Linked DNA regions of Mus musculus: region 1 is linked to region 2. Evidence: chromatin contacts called from public promoter capture Hi-C data. All regions are on one chromosome and are shown on one strand. The core of a region is the stretch at or near the end of the contact, and the rest is flanking DNA. Distances in the headings are between cores, read along the strand shown.

Region 1 (2,946 bases), core at 76-2,575, 750 kb before region 2:
TTGTAATGCAGATCCTTATAGACCTCTGTACCAGGTCAGCCTGGTCTACATAGCAAGTACCAGGCCAGCTAAAGCTGCATAGTGAGAGCCTGTCTTTAAAACAACACAGGGGGCTGGGCAGTGGTGGGGCACGCTTTTAATCCCAGCACTCGGGAGGCAGAGGCAGGCAGATTTCTGAGTTCGAGGCCAGCCTGGTCTACAAAGTGAGTTCCAGGACAGCCAGTGCTATACAGAGAAACCCTGTTTTGACCCCTCCCCCCCGCCAAAAAAAAAAAAAAAAAAAAAAAACAACATCAGAGGGGTGACAGTGGTGCATGTCTTTAATCCCAGCACTTGGGCAGGGGGTAGGATTAAAGGTGTGCACAACCAGGTTCTAAAATGTCTTTAAGTTTATTTTTAATTGTGGGTAGGAAATGTGCACATTAGTGCAGGTATACACTGAGACCAGACCTGTTGGATGCCCCTGGAGCTATAGTTGCAGGTAGTGGTGAGCTGCCCAATGTGGGTACTGGAGATTGTATCTGGGTCCTTTGGAAGTGCTCTTGAGGAGCCATCTCTCCAGTCCCTTAGGGTGTTCTGTTTTTTACTGGTACCTCAACCCAGTGTACCCTTCCTGTAGGGCTCCCAGCTCTGCCCTCAGTGTTCTTCTAGCTCACCTGAGTATCATCTGGGGAGCTGTCTCATCCTGTGCACCTCTCAAAGCAACTGCTCCTCATCCTCCATACTTAGTGGGGTGGGGGTATCTGCCTGGTAAAACGTGTGTGCTCACTCCGTCTCACCAACACAGCAACACAGACAATGCATGTACGCTGGGACAGGCACCTGGGCAGAGAACAATCACTGTTGCAGACACGCCTACTTATTTACTTACACACTGACCTCTTTGTATGGATATCTTATACATACCCTTGACCTTGACACTAGGCTAGACTTCTTCCTGAGATGCGCTTGTTCTTAATTGTATTAAGAGACTGAAGAGAGATTGCAGCTTGAGTCACACAATTCAACTCTGTCTTTAAACATATGTATATATCAGAAAAGGGCCTGGAATAGTTGTTTCTACCCGATCAGGAGAGGGCCAATTGTGATTGAAAGCTGCTGATGTCAAGAGTGTCTCCACATGGAGAACACCCCCAGGTTGACTCCTGCCCTTCACCCTGGTCCAGTTCTGCAGCCCCATGCGGCTTGTTACCAGGTGCCAGCTGGTTATGGGGCTTGTCATCTGAGCTGATGATTTTGTGAGACTATTTTTAAGTTCAGCTCCTTGGACTACACCCCACCCCCAGTTCTGCTACTGGTTGCCTGCCTCTGCCTGTATCTCCTGGAATGCTGATTGGCAGTTAGGGCTGGGGTGGGGGCTGGGAAAACTGTTATAAAGCCTAAAGGGCCAAGCAAGCAGCTGCCACCTAGAGTTCCTGTGTCCCCCGCCACCATGACCACCCACCGCCTAGTAATGGTTCGCCACGGTGAGAGCTTATGGAACCAAGAGAACCGTTTCTGTGGCTGGTTTGATGCAGAGCTGAGTGAGAAGGGAGCAGAGGAGGCCAAGCGGGGGGCCACCGCTATCAAAGATGCCAAGATAGAGTTTGACATCTGCTACACGTCGGTGCTGAAGCGGGCAATCCGCACCCTTTGGACCATCCTGGATGTTACGGACCAAATGTGGGTGCCCGTGGTGCGTACCTGGCGCCTCAATGAGCGGCACTATGGTGGCCTCACAGGCCTCAATAAGGCTGAGACGGCTGCAAAGCACGGGGAGGAGCAGGTGAAGATCTGGAGGCGTTCCTTTGACACCCCACCACCACCCATGGATGAGAAACACAACTACTACACCTCCATCAGCAAGGTGGGCCAGATGCCGGGAAGCTGGAAGGTTGGGAGCCCAGGGGGGAGGGCTACCCAGTAAACAAAAGCGAAATGTTCCTGTGCCCTTGTCCCCAGGACCGCCGCTATGCAGGCTTGAAGCCTGAGGAGCTGCCTACCTGTGAAAGTCTCAAGGACACCATTGCCCGGGCTTTGCCCTTCTGGAATGAGGAGATCGCACCTAAGATTAAGGCTGGCCAGAGAGTGCTTATTGCAGCCCATGGGAACAGCCTTCGGGGCATTGTGAAACATCTGGAAGGTGAGGCCTACTCTCAGGAAAGATGTGAGACAGAAACCACTGCGGTTCATTGGTTTCAGCTATTTTACAGATGTCAGGGTTTCAGAAGTTGATGGAGGCAGGAGTTTTGTAATACTTTGTGTTGTCCCATTTCCAGTTATGTAGTCAGCACAGACAGCATAGCTGAGGCACCCCACAGGAGCTGATCATAGGTAGAGCAGGCTTCTGGCACCCACTGGGGAAAGAGGTCAGAGCTCTGGCCATCAACGCCAAGTATTGGCTTCCTGCTGAATCAAGCCACTTGAGCTGTTATAAAACTCTTGCTCTCTCTCCTGGTGCTGCCTGCATTTCCTCTTTTTCTCTCAAGTCTATGTACAAAGTGCCTTGACTCTGAGGCCCCTTTGCCTCAGGTACAATACATAGTCCATCCACCCACACAGACCTGAACCATGTGTTCCCCCACCTCTCAGTCTTCTATAGGCTAAAAAAAGGCAGCAGAGTGCAGAAATATGGAGCTACTTAAAATCTTAGGCCTGTGGTGGTGCTCCTAACTGAAGAGCAAGGGCTAGTAGACAGGCCTGGAAGGGGGGCATAGCAGTGTAGGGAGGTTACCAATTATGGTCCCAACTGGGTCGTAGACACCGGACGTCTATATTAGATTCTGGGTGACCTTTAGACTCGGTGGGATCCTAAGAAGGGGTTGGGGTGTGATCCACGTCTCCAGCGCCTAGCGGCAACCCGAGGGTTCTGCCCCTGCCCCTCCTCCCTGGGCTGTGTTCTGGGAAAGAGGTTCACGGGGTGTGCCTAGGGAACATTCCCAGGTCCTCCCTGTTGGTAGGGGTGCG
Region 2 (3,122 bases), core at 207-2,706:
ACCTCCACCTCCAGTCAAGCCCTCACCTGTTTTCTGCTATACGCTGCCTCAGGGCTTTAACATAATCGAAACTGTCGGGGCTGCAGATGTCGTAGACCAGCACAAAGGCGTCTGTGTCCTGCAAGCTCCAGTCTTTAGGGTCCGGCCACTCCTAGAGGGTAGAGGCTGGGGTTTACTCCAATTCAACCTCACTCCCCGTCACCTCCCAGCAATACTCCGGATGGGACGCGCCCTCCCACAGGCCAGACTTCCCAGCCGTGCTTGGATCTTGTCAGTCCTTAGCCCTCCTACTTCCTGGGCCACCCGTCAACCTACTATGCTCCTACTGCCTCAGAGCCTGGGATCTGCCGTCCACCGGCTGACAGATGGTAACTGACTGTCCTGGTGCAGCTGTACAGGTGAAGCCTCTGGCTTGTCTCTTGCTGCTCTTTCCCCCTTGCAATATTCTTACAGCTTCTTTCACCAAAACTTCATTTAGCCTCCCAGGTGCTGCTCAAATGCCAGCTTTGAAATGAATGCAGCGCCAAAGACTGGGAGTCTGAGGGTGCGGTGGCCCCCTCTAGAAAGGGTACTCCTGTGTCTGGTCCAGTCTGTCACAGCGGCGCGGCTCAGCTCAAGCTGTGCCACACACTGACCCAGACACCAGCCTAGGCAGGCAAAGAAGACAAGAAACAGCCACAGAGCCGGGCGTGGTGGCGCACGCCTTTAATCCCAGCACTTGAGAGGCAGAGGCAGGTGGATTTCTGAGTTCAAGGCCAGCCTGGTCTACAGAGAGAATTCCAGGACAGCCAGCACTGCACAGAGAAACCCTGTCTCGAAAAAAACAAAAACAAAAACAAAAGAGAGAGAGAGAGAGAGAGAGAGAGAGAGAGAGAGAGAGAGAGAGAGAGAGAGAGAGAGAGAGGAAACAGCCACAGGGCACCTACAGGTTAGCGCAGGAAGCTCGTATGCAAACTACCTAGACACACACACTTCAATCCCAGAACGGGCTCGGGCGCCCTGGATCAGTACACATGGGCACCAAGTGTACACACACCCCTGGCCCCCTCGAACCGCTACCTCAAGACTTCTGGGGCTTGAGCCGGGTCCAGCGACGTCACCATCGCGGATACTCAGGTCGTAGACCGCGCCGTCGAGCAGCACCGCGGGTCGGTAGAGGCAGGGACTGTCCGTGGGTCGGTGGCGCTCAGGATAGTCACCAAACAAGAATTGGCGGATGATGGCGGTCTTACCCACTCCCGGAGCACCCAGAACAGCCACCCGCAGGCTGCCGCCCATGGCTGGCCCGCGCTCCCGCGCCTGGCACCGGGGAGCTTCATGAGCCCGTTCTGCGCCTTGCTTGCCCGGCCCGGGATACCCGCATCGCGTCGCCTACAGCACCTCAGCCACAAGAGGCCAGGCCTGAGGATCGAGCGGGCGGACGCACCCGCAGCTCCGCAGGAAGAGTGCACCCGGTGCGGTGCAGACCCGCCCCCACCTTCAGCTCCGTCCCCTTCTCGCTCCGGCGCCGGGAGCCGCCGCCCCAGTCGGCCGCGCGGGCGAGCAAGCGAGCGGGGCCTCCCGGAGGCGGCGATGAGGTAACTGTCCGCCCCGCCCCTCCCGGGGAGGGTCGCGGCCCAGTGACTGCCAGGCGGGTCGCCTTGTTAAAGCCTGGTTCCCCAGGTGGCAGTCAGCTTCCCTCAACCGTTTCAAAACCGAAGCCGCTGGGCGCCACCTCCCTGTTCCTCCAACACCGCTGGCTGCAACCTGGCTGTTGACCAAGCCCAGGCTCTTAGAATCAGGCCACTTGGGGTCAGACCCAGTCCTGGTTGAATGACCTTGGGCCAATCGTCGCATTGGACTTTTTGTCTGCATCCCGGTTGTCCACCAAAGGCCGATGGCTTCAAAGCTTCCTCCTGTTTTGTGAGACCCTGGGCACCAACTCCTTTTCTGGGCTCTCCCCTGCATCATCTTCGAACCGCAGCCTCAACCTGGGTACTCGTGGTTTAAGGAGGAGGGAACTGAGACCCTGGAGAGGTATCTCAAAGTGAGAAGGACACTGGGACTCCGTCCCGGGCCTGCGGGCCACTTTTCATTACACCTACAAGGACAAACGACTAGAAGAACACTGTTTCAAAGGACCAGCCCAGAGGGGGTGGGGAGTGGAGACAGAAGGGTTTGAGCCCAGCACAGAAGTCTGCTCAGCAACTCAGCCCCCAGTCACTGCCCCAACAGGTTGGAGGCGAAGAAACAGATCCACGGGTCTGTCCCAGAGTCTGTCCCAGGGGTGCACCATGCCCTCTTCCCTGGACAAGTTCGGAAGCTCCTCTGAGGGTTCGGAAAGTCTGGGTTTGCCCAACCTCCGTCCGGCCCTCCAGTCTCCACACACTGGAGGAGTTCCCAGGCCTCTGCCCTCCACCCAGGTACTGTGAAATGCAGGCACCCGGCATTGAACAAGACTCACTCATTCAACGAATGCTTCAAGTCTAACAGGTGGCCAGAATGCTGAAATGGAGCCAAAAGGAAAAAGAACTGTCTCCTCTCCCTTAGGAGAGAAGGCTCTAGAAATACTTAGATCCAGGCCTCTAAAGGCATTGATAATATGTCTACCTGGCCAGGAATTAAGTGGAAGGAAGGGCAGGAGAAACTAGCCCGTCAAGGGGGAAGGAGGCACACCCTCCCGCGGGGAACAGGTGACAGCAGCTGGAAGGTATTCCTTAACACTAATGTCTAGTCCTCTTCCCCAGGTAGACTTAGGGCCTGGTCTGATTTCACCACCCCCACCCCCACCTCTCTTCCCCCTTTCAGCCACTAGGGATATTCTAGGTCTTTAAATTCAGAGTAGCGACAGCTGGCTTTCCCCCCTCCCCCCTCTTGCTGAGATTCCCCTAGAATGACTTCTGTTCCATTTACAGGTTTCCAGGCTTCTGGGGTTTGTGAGCTGCTTTTCGCTTCCAGAAACAGAAAGGAGTGGATAAACTCAGCCCCTTCCTCTCCTCACACAGCAGGACAAGGCAGACACCGCCTGGCTGGTCTCGCTGGGGCTGCCTGTGCCTAGGCCCGGCTCCAGAGTTCTCTTTCTTAGCAGAGCGGCCACGCCGGGGCTTTCTTGGGAGTTGCAAGAGGATTGTGGGTGAGGAAGC

Evidence for each region. Promoter capture Hi-C pulls out the DNA fragments that hold promoters and counts their contacts.
Region 1: a contact with region 2 is called in a promoter capture Hi-C map of liver, with 5 times the contacts expected there. The contact joins the promoter of Pgam2 here to the promoter of Rasl10a in region 2. A contact is called at or near these places in 5 of 39 promoter capture datasets (hippocampal neurons, liver, neural stem cells and 1 more), 2 of 115 datasets of contacts at active chromatin or transcription factors (cardiomyocytes and pancreatic cancer cells) and 1 of 9 other capture datasets (macrophages).

The regions. Positions count from the first base shown.
Region 1 is chr11:5,802,175-5,805,120 of GRCm38.p6, reverse strand. Pgam2 (phosphoglycerate mutase 2) reads left to right here and starts at 1,325. Exons shown (of 3, transcript NM_018870.3): 1 at 1,325-1,846; 2 at 1,942-2,122. The coding sequence starts at 1,433.
Region 2 is chr11:5,056,462-5,059,583 of GRCm38.p6, reverse strand. It overlaps Rasl10a (RAS-like, family 10, member A), which reads right to left and starts at 1,456. Exons shown (of 3, transcript NM_145216.4): 1 at 1,060-1,456; 2 at 27-151. The coding sequence starts at 1,278. It also overlaps a transcript of Gas2l1 not described here.